Linked DNA regions of Mus musculus: all the other regions are linked to region 3. Evidence: chromatin contacts called from public Hi-C and HiChIP or PLAC-seq data. All regions are on one chromosome and are shown on one strand. Each heading gives the region's core, a stretch centred on a gene start, on an enhancer-like site or on the middle of the called end of the contact. The rest is flanking DNA. Distances are from core to core; before and after follow the strand shown.

The links. Hi-C and Micro-C count contacts between places; a contact is called where the count stands out from the background. HiChIP or PLAC-seq counts read pairs in DNA pulled down with a chosen protein or histone mark.
Region 1: a FOXA1 HiChIP or PLAC-seq map of pancreatic cancer cells shows a contact between it and region 3. The contact joins two enhancer-like sites. A contact is called at or near these places in 1 of 115 datasets of contacts at active chromatin or transcription factors (pancreatic cancer cells) and 2 of 9 other capture datasets (adipose tissue and liver).
Region 2: a Hi-C map of embryonic fibroblasts shows a contact between it and region 3, with 4 times the contacts expected there. The contact joins two enhancer-like sites. A contact is called at or near these places in 2 of 15 datasets of contacts at CTCF or cohesin (the NIH/3T3 cell line and large pre-B cells), 14 of 484 Hi-C or Micro-C datasets (the 3T3-L1 cell line, B cells, the N1E-115 cell line and 9 more), 2 of 115 datasets of contacts at active chromatin or transcription factors (acute myeloid leukemia and bone marrow-derived dendritic cells) and 2 of 9 other capture datasets (adipose tissue and liver).

Annotation. Positions count from the first base shown.
Region 1 is chr14:70,340,193-70,344,015 of GRCm38.p6, reverse strand. All of the region lies in intron 1 of Slc39a14 (solute carrier family 39 (zinc transporter), member 14), which reads left to right. Among named protein-coding and RNA genes, the nearest start is that of Slc39a14, 9.3 kb to the left of the region's middle. Within about 2 kb of position 2,480, at least 69 of the 459 cell types and tissues checked have an H3K27ac peak or open chromatin away from gene starts, as enhancers often do. A contact at or near this core is called in pancreatic cancer cells, where this site is marked.
Region 2 is chr14:69,910,203-69,913,830 of GRCm38.p6, reverse strand. All of the region lies in intron 3 of Pebp4 (phosphatidylethanolamine binding protein 4), which reads right to left. Among named protein-coding and RNA genes, the nearest start is that of Pebp4, 72 kb to the right of the region's middle. Within about 2 kb of position 1,875, at least 61 of the 459 cell types and tissues checked have an H3K27ac peak or open chromatin away from gene starts, as enhancers often do. A contact at or near this core is called in the NIH/3T3 cell line and embryonic fibroblasts, where this site is marked.
Region 3 is chr14:70,133,394-70,137,294 of GRCm38.p6, reverse strand. It overlaps Bin3 (bridging integrator 3), which reads right to left. Exons shown (of 9, transcript NM_021328.4): 7 at 2,704-2,845; 8 at 2,425-2,559; 9 at 1-156. The coding sequence ends at 10. Among named protein-coding and RNA genes, the nearest start is that of Ccar2, 18 kb to the left of the region's middle. Within about 2 kb of position 1,919, at least 75 of the 459 cell types and tissues checked have an H3K27ac peak or open chromatin away from gene starts, as enhancers often do. A contact at or near this core is called in the NIH/3T3 cell line, embryonic fibroblasts and pancreatic cancer cells, where this site is marked.

The DNA of each region.
Region 1 (3,823 bases), core at 1,231-3,730, 210 kb before region 3:
ATCTCTGCATAGGGGACAGTCTTGGCTCATAGGCAAATGGCAGTTTATATAGGTAAAGGGGGAAACCCTGTGTTGGGATGAGTTGGTTAATTTTAATTGGGCATGTTAATTAGGGTAACCAAAGGGGGCTTTTGATTTCTGGGCTTCAATACTTTGAGAGCTGGACCTTGGTAGTCAGCCTCAGTAGAAGGAAGAGGCCAAATAAGGGAATAGACCGAGGTGACTAGCTTTAGGAATGTAATCTAACAGTTTGACAAGGGGGAGAGGGGTAAAGGGCAAAACCTACTGGTGCCATGTTTGCCATGCCCGGGCCTGCTAGAGCCCTTCAAATACCTCTTATTTCAACCAAACACCATAAAGTCATCTTGTTTTTAAGCCTTTCCCCTGTTATTTATAGCTTCCTTCTTCAACAGTGAGAAACTCTGACCGTTTGTCATTATACCAACCTAAACACACACTGTGTGTGGACTGGAGATGTGACTTTATTGAGCTTCGTTTTAATTTTTTTTTTTTTTTGGTTTGGTTTTTTGAAATAGGGTTTCCTCCGTGTGGCCCTTGGCTATCCTGTAACTCTTCCTATAGACCAGGTTGGCCTCAAATACACTGAGCTCCTCCTACCTCTATCTCCCCAGTGTTAGGATTAAAGGCACATGCCACTACCGCCCGGCCCTCACTGAACTTCTTGATGATAGATTCCAGAGGTAGAAGCTGGTATCCCTGGCTAACAGGGACATTTGTACCTACAGTGTCATCGGGATATCATCCCTTCTGATTGCCCCTCTCAGCCCTCTGCTGTCTGCGCCTCATCTATCTATCTGTCTGTCTGTCTGTCTGTCTATGTATCTATCAGTTTTAAAGCTCAAAGACTGTTTTATTAGAGTTTGAGAGAAAAGCAGGCCAAGTGATGTAAAGCTGACACTTGCTGGAAGGAAGAGAATGAAGAAAGGAAGAAACTCAGGACATGTCAGCTATAGAGATTCACAGGCAGCTGCGGAAAGAGTGTGGGGAGGGTCTTCAGGAAAAGAGAACAAAACCAGCCAGAGTGTCTGGGACAAGTCTGCTTAGAGTTTTGGCTGGTATCCACAGAGGAGATAGAAATGGGAAAAGGGAGGCATACACATACTCAGACATGTATGTATGCATGTATGTATGCGTGTATGTATGCATGCATGCATGTATGTATGTGTGTATGCATGTATGTATATATGTATGTGTGTATATCCTTTTAAATTAGAACTTAGGAGAAAAATGGAAGGCTTAGCAGTGAAGACACTAAGTAACTGCTACATTTATCTTTGAAGTTTTTCTTTTTACATTGATCAACTGCTTGTATGCGCTCACACGCACACCCGTGCAGAGGTCAGAGCATAATTGGCTAGAACCAGTTCTTGCCTTCTCTTGTGGGTTCTGAGGATGCAGCTCAGGTGGTCAGGCTTGAGGCCAGTGCTCTTACCTGCTGAGCCATCTCCCCAGTCCACGTCTCTCTTCTGAGATGGGATCTCTGTTTAAAACCCAGGCTGGATTCAGTCTTACCCATCTTCCTGCCTCAGTGTCCCCTCAGTGCTGGCTTTGTAGGCAGGTGACACTGCCTGGCTTGGCATATGTCCTAAGCAATAGTCTTATTAACTTCATAGCTTCAGTAGTATTGTAACTCATAGAACATACTGTAACCTGATGTTAAAAGGCCAGAGGGGCCGCCTGCGTGAAAGCTAATCAACACCAGCCATAGTCAGAAACCACTATCCTGAGTGTCCTCTGCCCTCACTACTCTAGTAGTCATGTGCGTGATGTTGTCAGTAGGACGGGCTAATGGAGGTTCATCCAGAGTAGGGGGGAGCTCAGAGACCTGCTCAGCTTGGGGCCACCACCACCTGTGACCAGAACTTGCCATTCATACTTTTAGGAAATGGAAGTGTGTGGCAGGCACGTTAGTGCAACACTATAGGTTTGTGATCACCCATTTTGTGATTTCCCATTCCTCTTGGCCAGTCTAGCTTGCTAAGAGCCCTACAAAGCTAAAGTCGAAGTGCCAACCAAAGTTCTTTTCTGGGAGGGTGGCTTGCAAGGTTGGAAAGAAGTCGGCTCCTTGTTGATGTAGGATGGATTTTCCCTTCCTCTGGTTGCTAGCCAGGGACCACATTCAGTTCCTAGAAAACCCTCTCTCCCTATTTCCTAATATCTCTTGTTTTTGTTTCTGGGACAGGGTCTCATGTATCATAGGCAGGCCTTAAACCTTGAACTTCAGATTCTTCTTCCTTCACCACCATTGTTGGAATCACAGGCAGGTGCCACCACACAGATTGTGTTTAGGATGGAAGCCAGGGCTTTGTTTATCTTAGGCAAGCACTCTACCAGTGTAGGCACAAGGCCAGCTCCCTCTCTCCCTTTTAACTTTTGAAGCAGGGTCTCCTGTAACCCGAGCTGGCCTTGCACTCACTGTGAGGCTGTGGATGCCCTTGAACTCTTGATTCTCTTACCTCCACCTGCTACGTGCTGGCCAGGGCCTCCACCAGTCTCAGTTCCTATCTGTCAGCCACCAGCTGCAGCCTCCCTGCAGGTATGACGCAGGAGTGCCATCTCAATTACAGGTGCTGCCCACAAAGAAGGCAAGGGTCACAGGAGTCATCTTAGAACTATAAACCTGACTAAAGTGATCCCGCCTTGATGCCAACACCAAAGTATTTACCTAGAGCTCGCTTTCCTGACAGGTTGCCGGAGGTTGGTGGTTTCCAACCACCACGGTGTTCTCTGTAGTTCCTGGAGTCAGAAGGCTGAGATCAAGTGTGGGTGGGGCTCTGCTCCAACAGCTCTTCCTGTTAAAGAATCCTTCCTGATGTCTTCAGCTTCAGGTCTAGGTAGGGGTTTGGGGGTGGGAGGAGTAGTCACAGTAGGTGGGGAAGGGACCTTTGGTACTTCCTGGCTTGTGGCTACATAACACTAGCCTCTGTTTTGGTCCTTCTACCACCTTCCTTAATTCTGTGTGTGTGTATGTCCCCATCTCCTCCCCTTTTTCTGATAATGACGAGAGCCATTGGATTTAGGGCCCATCCAGATTCCAGGATGCTTTTACTCTTTTTTTTTTTTTTTTTTTTTTTTTTTTCCATTTTTTATTAGGTATTTCGCTCATTTACATCTGCAATGCTATACCAAAAGTCCCCCATAGCCACCCACCCCCTGATGCTTTTACTCTTAACATCCTTGCCTGACTTCATCAGCAGAGGCCCCACTTCTTACTCAGATCACATTCCTGAGGTTTCCCATGGAGGTGATTTGTGGGTACCATTCAGCTTATGCAGGGAGACAACCTTTGTAGAATCTGGCTCATGAACCTATGAACAAGAGGAGGGAGGAGAAAAATACTGCTCTTCAGCCCTGTGACAGAAAGCAGGCCTGGATGCTCTGGTTCAGAGCCCAACCCTAGGCTTCCTGCTACCCACCTGCCCGTTTGATGTTGCAGATCTGAGAGCCGCCCCCCCCCCCCGCCCCCATCTGACATCCCTGATCAGACGTCCCAGGTGCAGGGTGTCCCTGTAGGAAGTGCAGGGTTGGGGCTGAGGGACCACTAGAGTGTTGCAGCTCTGAGCTGTATCTCTAGACCTTCTTTATTTCTCTTGTCTATGTTACTCTGTCTCTAGACAACTAACATTTATTGAGTGGCATAGCAAGTACTATGTTTCTATTCTGTATCTCACCTTTTTGGCTACTCCGAGGGAGGGGCCATTCCAGCCTTTGCTTCTCGCTGTAAGGTAACCAAGTCCCATCGGCTTGTGTCTTGACTTAGATCCTCGAAGTTGATAATGTGGGATCCAGGGTCAGGCTGAGG
Region 2 (3,628 bases), core at 626-3,125, 220 kb after region 3:
AAAGAGGATCATCACTCGGCACCCCTGACATCCGGAAATGGAGCTGTGGCATGGAGGTGCCCTGTGTCCTTGTGCCCTTCTTTCTGGGCATTTTAAGGAGCTGACACCCAAGTCTGCTGTCTGTACAGCCTTCTTCAATAAGGATCTATACTGAGTACTCAAAGAACAGCTCTGAATTTGGGGTTTGCAGGTAGGGACCCTGATAACCAGTAAGGTTATTTCCTGGCAAGCTGCATTTCCACATCCACAGAATAGGCCATGAAGGCCGGCCAGGGTGCCCTGCTAGCTTCCTTTCCAAACTTGTGATCCATCCTACCATCCCACTCGGCACCCCTCTGCTCTCAGTGCAGGGAGGATTTCCTATCCCTTTGTTTATGCTCCTCTGATCAAACCACCATTCATTCAACAAGCATTCAGAAACTCACAAGACGTGCCTGGCCTCTGGTTGCCATGGCAGAGCCGGAAGGCAGGCGGGGCACCTACCTCCCTGGAACTCCAAGGCATCCAGCTCAGAAAGGAAAGGCAATTCCTTCCACCTGTGTGAGGAGGCCTGCCTGAGGTCCTAGGGAAATGCCTGCCTGATAGCAGGCCACAGGGTAAAGGGGGCTGTGCCACCAGCAGCCCTGGCTAAGTGACTGTCAGAGAGAGGGTTCTCGAAACACTTGTCTTCTCTGTGGCTTCTCTCCGGGATGCCTGCCCTGCGTAGTTATCATCTGCCTACATTACTGCAGGAGCCTCTTAACCTACCAATAACATCCTCCTGACAGCCACCACCATGATTATCAAACCCACTTCAGCTAGCCCATGCCAGCCCACCCAGGCTGATGTCCTTGCCCCCCATCTCCACACAAAGCACATTTTCAGCAGCAGCGACTCCTTTTGTGTAAGGACTGACCTCGTGCCCTCTGCCTCTGCCTCCTGCTTAACACTCTTCCTCTCAAAGACAGCCTGGACTCGGGTGGGCGGGCCTCATCTCCTCCAGGAAGCCAAATGGGATTATGAGCAGACCATAAACATCACTGAACCCCCAGCGAGGGACTGCAGATGGAGTGGAGATGATCAGTTTCTGGGCTCATCTGTCCTAGGAGTTTGATTGGTCTTTGAGCATATGTACTGCCCAGCCTGTGAATGTAACTCAAGACCTAAAGGCTGAAGCCACAAAAGGTGTAGGAAACTTAAGGTTTTTCTGGGTGAATGCCTGGATCACATCTCCAAACCCTAACCCCGTGCCTCAGTTTCCCCTGCTACAACATAGCTGGGGAGGGTGAAGTACCTGCTCAAGTTCTGTCACTGGGAGGAAGCACTCCCATTCATTAGCATTTGCGAAGGGCTCTGAGTGCTGCAGATGGAGACTGCTCCTAGCAGGCAGCCTGGTGGGACTAAAAATAGAGTCGTGTGGCACCTTCTAACCCAGAGCTGGGGAGGGGTGGGAGGGGTGAAGGAAGGGTAGTCAGAGGAGGAGGTGGCTGGCCCAAGGTCCCGAGGGGCAATGCATACTGGTCATCCACCTGGAGATACTGTGTGTCCTTTCCTGAGCACCAGGCTCCTGCACTGACCCCAGACACCTGTCTTCTCTTTGGGAAAGCCAGAGGCAGGTGTCCTGCCTGGGGGTGGGGGTGGGGGGAGGGGGGTTGGGGTGGGGACAAGGGACAGAGAAAAAGACTGTAGCCCACAGGAGTTAGAGACTCTCGGCCTTTGCAGCACTTGGGATGGAAGGTTAGGGGAGTCAGGGAAGAGCTGGCCCTGGGAGGTGGAAAGGCGGTTGAGGGTAGCCCGTCCATCGGGCTAGATAGCCAAGAGGTAGCTTGTGAGTCCAGCAGGCTTCGGGGACGTGGGTGGAGAGCTGGCCGCAGCTAGGGCAGAACCTTAGGAGAGGGCCAGGGCCCACATTCTCTTGTGACTCAGGTCTGAGTCAATGCCATTTCTGAAACAGACTAGGGGGCGGGGTGGGGAGGGTGGAAGGTGTTTTTGCAAAATGACAAAGCAACTTGCTTAGGGCAGCCAGGCAAGAGGCACAAGCAGCTGGGAGGAGAATCACCTCAGGTCCTCTCACAGGGAAGGCTGGGGTGACTGGTTGCCAAGGGACCTGGGCTCTCCACACACACCGTCAAGGGCAGGGTGGGGAGAAGAGATGCGCTGTCCCCAGAACAGATTGGTGAGCACCTCCATCTCCACCACTGAGCTGAGAGGATGGCGCCTCCCTGGAAAACTAAAAGGCAGCCACTGGAGAGCCTCGCCCCCTTCTGATCCCCTTCACAGCCACCAGGAGGGGATTCCTCGGCTTACTAAGAGTGTGGTGCCCTCCCTGCCTCCCACCGGTGTAATGCTGGGAGAAGCCCAGGAGGGGATACTGCCAGTGCAAACAGGCAGCTGAGGACTCGGTTCCAACCATGCCCCTCCTGCCAGCCTGCAGGGCAAGCAGAGATGACAGGAGACGCAACTCTCCCCACCAACCAGGTGGGCAAAAGGACACACCCTTCGGGACAAAAGGGGCAAAAGTGGAGGTGCCCTGAAGACCCGCACGCTCGCTGTGGGAGTGCAGTCCGGCCACTACGAGGTCCTGGGTGGGCGTAAAGAGTCTCTGTGCAGGAGCAACAGAGGCACCTAGCTGGTTAGGATGCCTAGGGAGTATAGGCCATGGTGATGCCTGTCACCCAATAGGGTACCTGCCTGGAGTCCCCTGAATAAGACCACTTGAGCATGTCCAGGACGTCTTGCTTGTCTCAAGGTCCCCCGCTGAATGACCAAAGGAAGGGCAATGTCAGCACACCTGATTACTACTGTCCCCCACTCAGCAAGCCATGGGGCAAATAAACACATCTCCTACCATCAGATCTTGGGTTCCTTTCTCTGGGCATTGTTGGCTGGGGGCATTATGCTACCCTAGGGGATGGCTGTTTGTAAACCTAGGAAGATGCTTAGGGTGGTAAATATGGAAGTGGGTATCACTGAATGCAGGAACTGCACCATGCAACCAGAAAGGAAAAACAAAATTAAATTATAAAGGCTTGGTGACAATCACATATTCTAAACGCAGAAACACCTACAGCCACTGTTCAGGTCTCTGGATTGCATGTTTAAACCCAGCTAGACTCCAGCACTCAGCCACAACTAACCACTGTGATAACCAGCCTCTTTTGTGCTTAACCACATAGCCTGACATGAGCCCCCTAGCCTCCCCTCTCCCCAGAAAGGGATAAATACAGCCTACTGTCAATTAAAATACACATAATAAACAGGAAGGAGGAACAAGACTAGGAGAATATTTGTCCAAATAATGGGTGATTTTTTTTTAGTTTTTTTTTTATAAGCAACATATTTTCCATAAGGAATATGAAGCTTCTAAGGAGGAAACCAGTGCCACCAGTGTACAGTTGTACAGTGTACAGTGTACAGGAGTGGGGAGCTGGGAGAAGTCATATAGAGGAGAAGGAGCTTCGAGTACTCCTTTGTGGGTGGGACAAGAAATGGCAGGGAAATCGGGAAACCAGCCTGCTGGGAGGGAGAAAAGCAAGGAAGAAAGTGGAAAGAAGAGTAGAGGCCTTTCTAAGGAAGCCCCGGTAGAAGACTCCTAATCCCTGATATTTTCCTGCAACCTGCCATGCCTAGAATTCCCTTAGGGACCCTA
Region 3 (3,901 bases), core at 670-3,169:
GACAGGGGCTCAGTCATCAGCCACGATGGAGAGGGCTCGGAGTTCACTTAGTTTGGTCTCATTTTCCCGCTCTCGCTGCTCATCTGAGTGGCCTGGCTGGTCAAGCTGCTGGGTCAGGTCTCCAAAGATCTTATGCATTTCTGAGTAGTATATAACCTGGGTAGGAGACAAGAGTTGTTGGCAGGAACTGGACTCCAGTTCTACACAGCACTCAGTCAGCAAAGCAGGTGAGAGGCACAAGCAGGGCCTGGCTCTGGGTCTGTGGGTTGCTCTGGCTGAAGGCGGTGGGGTGTGTCTCTCACTTGTTCCATCACTGCCTCTTAGACCTCACCCTATCTATCTATCCCTCAGCAGTCTAGGGGTAGGGAACCACAGCTGGGGCTTTTGGAAATATATACCACAGAGAAAGGTTTGTCAAGACCAAAATAGCTAGATTGGGCAGGGAGACTACATTTGAGGGTGCCAGAGGGCAGTATGTGGGCAAGGGCAGGCCTGGGGCTTACTGCTGTTTCTAAGCAAGGAGAGGAGCCAGGGGCTTTTGGTCATGGAAGAAGAACCCAGCAGACATTGGCTCCCCAAGTCTTGAGAGCTGGCCCTAGAAGTCCAGTTAAGGGAGGTGTCAGCTCCCCAGATCCCACCCCTTCCCAGTTTTGCTAGTTATCACATCTAGGTTAAGTTGCCTGGAAGAAAAGCAGCACTGATGTGGTGAGAGTGACTGGGTGAGAGGTGGGAGGCAGGTCCAAGAGTGGAGGGGTTTCTCTATGTGATAGATGGCGACTTTTCCACAGAGGCTAGAGGCCATTTCTGCCTCAGCTTCCACTTCCTGATGTGACATCACATCTCATCAAAGTGTCCCCATTCTTCAAGCACCTCAACTTTGAGATGTCTCTAGGATTCTCCTTCCATCTAAGAAACCAGACGATGGGGACTGGGAGGGTGGCTGTGCAGCAAGGGCCAGTGGGACATGGTATCCTAGGAAGTCTCTTTAGAATCCCCAGCTAAGTTGTAGCGGGCCAGGTACCCCCGCCCCCAATCCCTGCCTAAGACACAATGCCTGTTGAGTCATCTGGAATGCGCACTTCTCTAGTGACTAATAGCAGCAGCAGCCGGGTGAGAAGGAGGCTGGCACAGGGAGAGGTGGTAAACAACCCTGGCTACCCTGCTGCTTGGTTACGGGGTACCCCATAGCCTGGGCACCCTGCAGCTTCCTCTAAGGATCTGGGGGTGGGGATGGTGTATGCAGCTCACTAGAAGCAGAGGCAGGTGTCAGCAAAAGAGAGCAGGCCAAGATCTCCTGTAAATCCAGGCCTCATCCAAACAGAGGGTGCAGCAGCTGGAAGGCAGCCCTCACCTGCAGGGACTACAGGAGAGCATCCTCCCGCTTCTGTTGTCTGTCTCACTCCCTAGAGAGCACCGGACTGAAAACGTGTCACTAGCAAGTCCAGGCTCCAGTCCAAACCTTGCCTGGGCTTCTTGATGGGCATTCTACGCCATGGCTTTGGGTATCATTCCAAATGAAGGCTGGGAAGTGGGAATCAGGCTTTACCATGGCCCCTGTGGCTAGGAAAGCAACAGGGAATGATGATGTCCACTGGAGGGCAGCAGAGGTGCAGCTAAGACAAGAAGCAGGGCAGGCAGAATTTGTGGACAAGAAGCCTTAGCTTGGTGGCCAGAGAGTGTTGGAGTCCAGAGATGGAAGCCAATACCCGCGATCAGTGAGGAGGTCTGTGTGCAGAAGCCCTGCTCCTGGCTCCAGTACCACTGCCTCTCCCACCTTGCCAGTGGTGAGAACAAGCCTGAAGATGAACAGCGAGAGGAGGGCAGGAGCCTGCTGCATGCCATCCCAATTGGACCCAGCAGCAGGAGACACTGGGCTCCGACTGGGTTTTACCCTCTTTCTGGCTGCCACCCCCATACTGGTCTGCACTCCCATTTGTTCTCCACGAGGGGGCACTTCATATCTAGTGGCCAGCATTTCAGAGCCTATTCAGGACCCCTCCCTAGGAAACTGAAAGTTAAGACTCCTGTGGTCTCTGGCTAATGGAACTCTCCTATTGGGCTCACAAGCAGTCACTACTGGCCTCTCAAAGGATCTGCTCAGTCAAAGTGGTAGCTAAAGATGCAATCAGGGCTTTTCTTGCTTGCTTAATTAAGCAAGGGAGGAAGAACTCAAGGGGCGAAGAGTTAAACAAAAAGGAACCCTGTCTATCATAGGGTTGGGACTGAGTGGATTGCCAATGGAGGATACCCAACAGAAGTTCCAGTACAGTATCAGTGCCAGGCACCAGGGCTGACTAGGACAACACATGAACTTTCATAGAGCCTGGTGCAGGGAGGTGTTGCTGTCTGTGCAGAGCATGGCTATGTCTAACGGGAACTGGGTTCCTACAAAGATGATTCCCCAAGGGAAAAGCCTTGTCTCACCTGTGCCCGGATCAGGGACTCAAAGCTGGGTTGGAAATAGTCAAGTCGGCTGCCATAGAACCGCGGCATCTCATCCAGGAGTTGTTTATTCTTGGCCTCAAAGTCTTCCCGCACAGGACGTAGCTCTTCTCGGGCCTGGGGAACAAGACCTTGGAGTCAGGGCTGTCACTGAAGGGGGCAGGGTGGGTGGAAATAGCTAGTATCCTGGTTCCGCAGGTCCTGAAAGGAGGACCCCGTGGCAATGGTTGTTCCATTTAGCCTATTGCGTCTCCCCTGTACCTGGTGGAGCTTGGCCAGCACGGGGCCAGTCTTCTCCTTTTCCTCGTACTTCTCCACCTTGGCCTGCAGCCTCCCGTAGTCCTGCAAGGCCTGCTCCCGCCGCTTCACCGCCATGTTGAGGCTTGGGAATATGCTGCTGAACCTGTTGGGCACAGCCTGGTTGGAAACAGGCTTCTCATGTGGGGGTGTGTCCCAGTCACTACGTACTCAAACACATGTGCGACACACCTACTATGTGCCAGTCTCATAAGGCTCTGAGGCTTTGGGGCTTGTACAGGTGGGATGGCGTGGGGCACAGACAGTACTGAGAGCTCTCCCCAGACCCAGATGTTAGGCTGTGATTGCCGGTGCTCCCTGTCCTGCTGCGGAGCCTCAGCACGAGGTCAGCAGGGCTGGAATCCGACTGTATACACTAAAGACCAAATCAAACCAAACCAACAGGGGAAGGCAGGGCCACAGCCAGGGAGTGATGGTCTGGAAAGGGCTATGAGTATCCATGTTTGTCAACACCTTCTCTACTATGTCACAGTGCCACTGGCAGGAGACAAAAAAGAAAGATCCTGGCTAAGGGTTCCTTTACACCGTGAGGAAACACAAAGGGAATGGTTCTCCCATTAAAAGAACAAATGGAAAAAGCACGCTTTAGAAAGATGGTCCCAGCCGCTCCTACCTAACACAACTGAAAAGGAGTATGGTGTGACTACTCAGACGACTGGCCACGCAGAGCAGGCTGTGTTTGAAAAGTTTTGGCATTTGTGTGTAACCATCATCAAGGCTACCTTTCCCCCATGAAAGGCCATCCTATCTTGGACAGGCGCAGGGAAGAGCCACTTTTGAGGTGGGGGGCAGGCAAGAGTAAATGTTCTTCTTGACACAGATGAGGGGTGGAGGTGAGGTAACTCTACAAGCAGGTCTCTTGGGAGTGAGAAAATGGGGCAACTTCCTTGACTACAAAGCCATGAGGACGTGTTGTTGGCCTCATTGTTGGGCAAGACTTTCCTACCATACCATGCAGTGCCCACTGTACCAGCCAGGAGTTCTGACAGCCTGCTGTGATACAGACAAACAGCCAAGAGATTCAACGCCTCTGGACACTCGGGTGGACAGACATAGCTGGTGACCTAGGACCACAAGAGTCACCTTATTTAGGTGAGCCCAGAGAGCGTGACAAAGCAAGCTAACGGAAGTCAGGAACAAG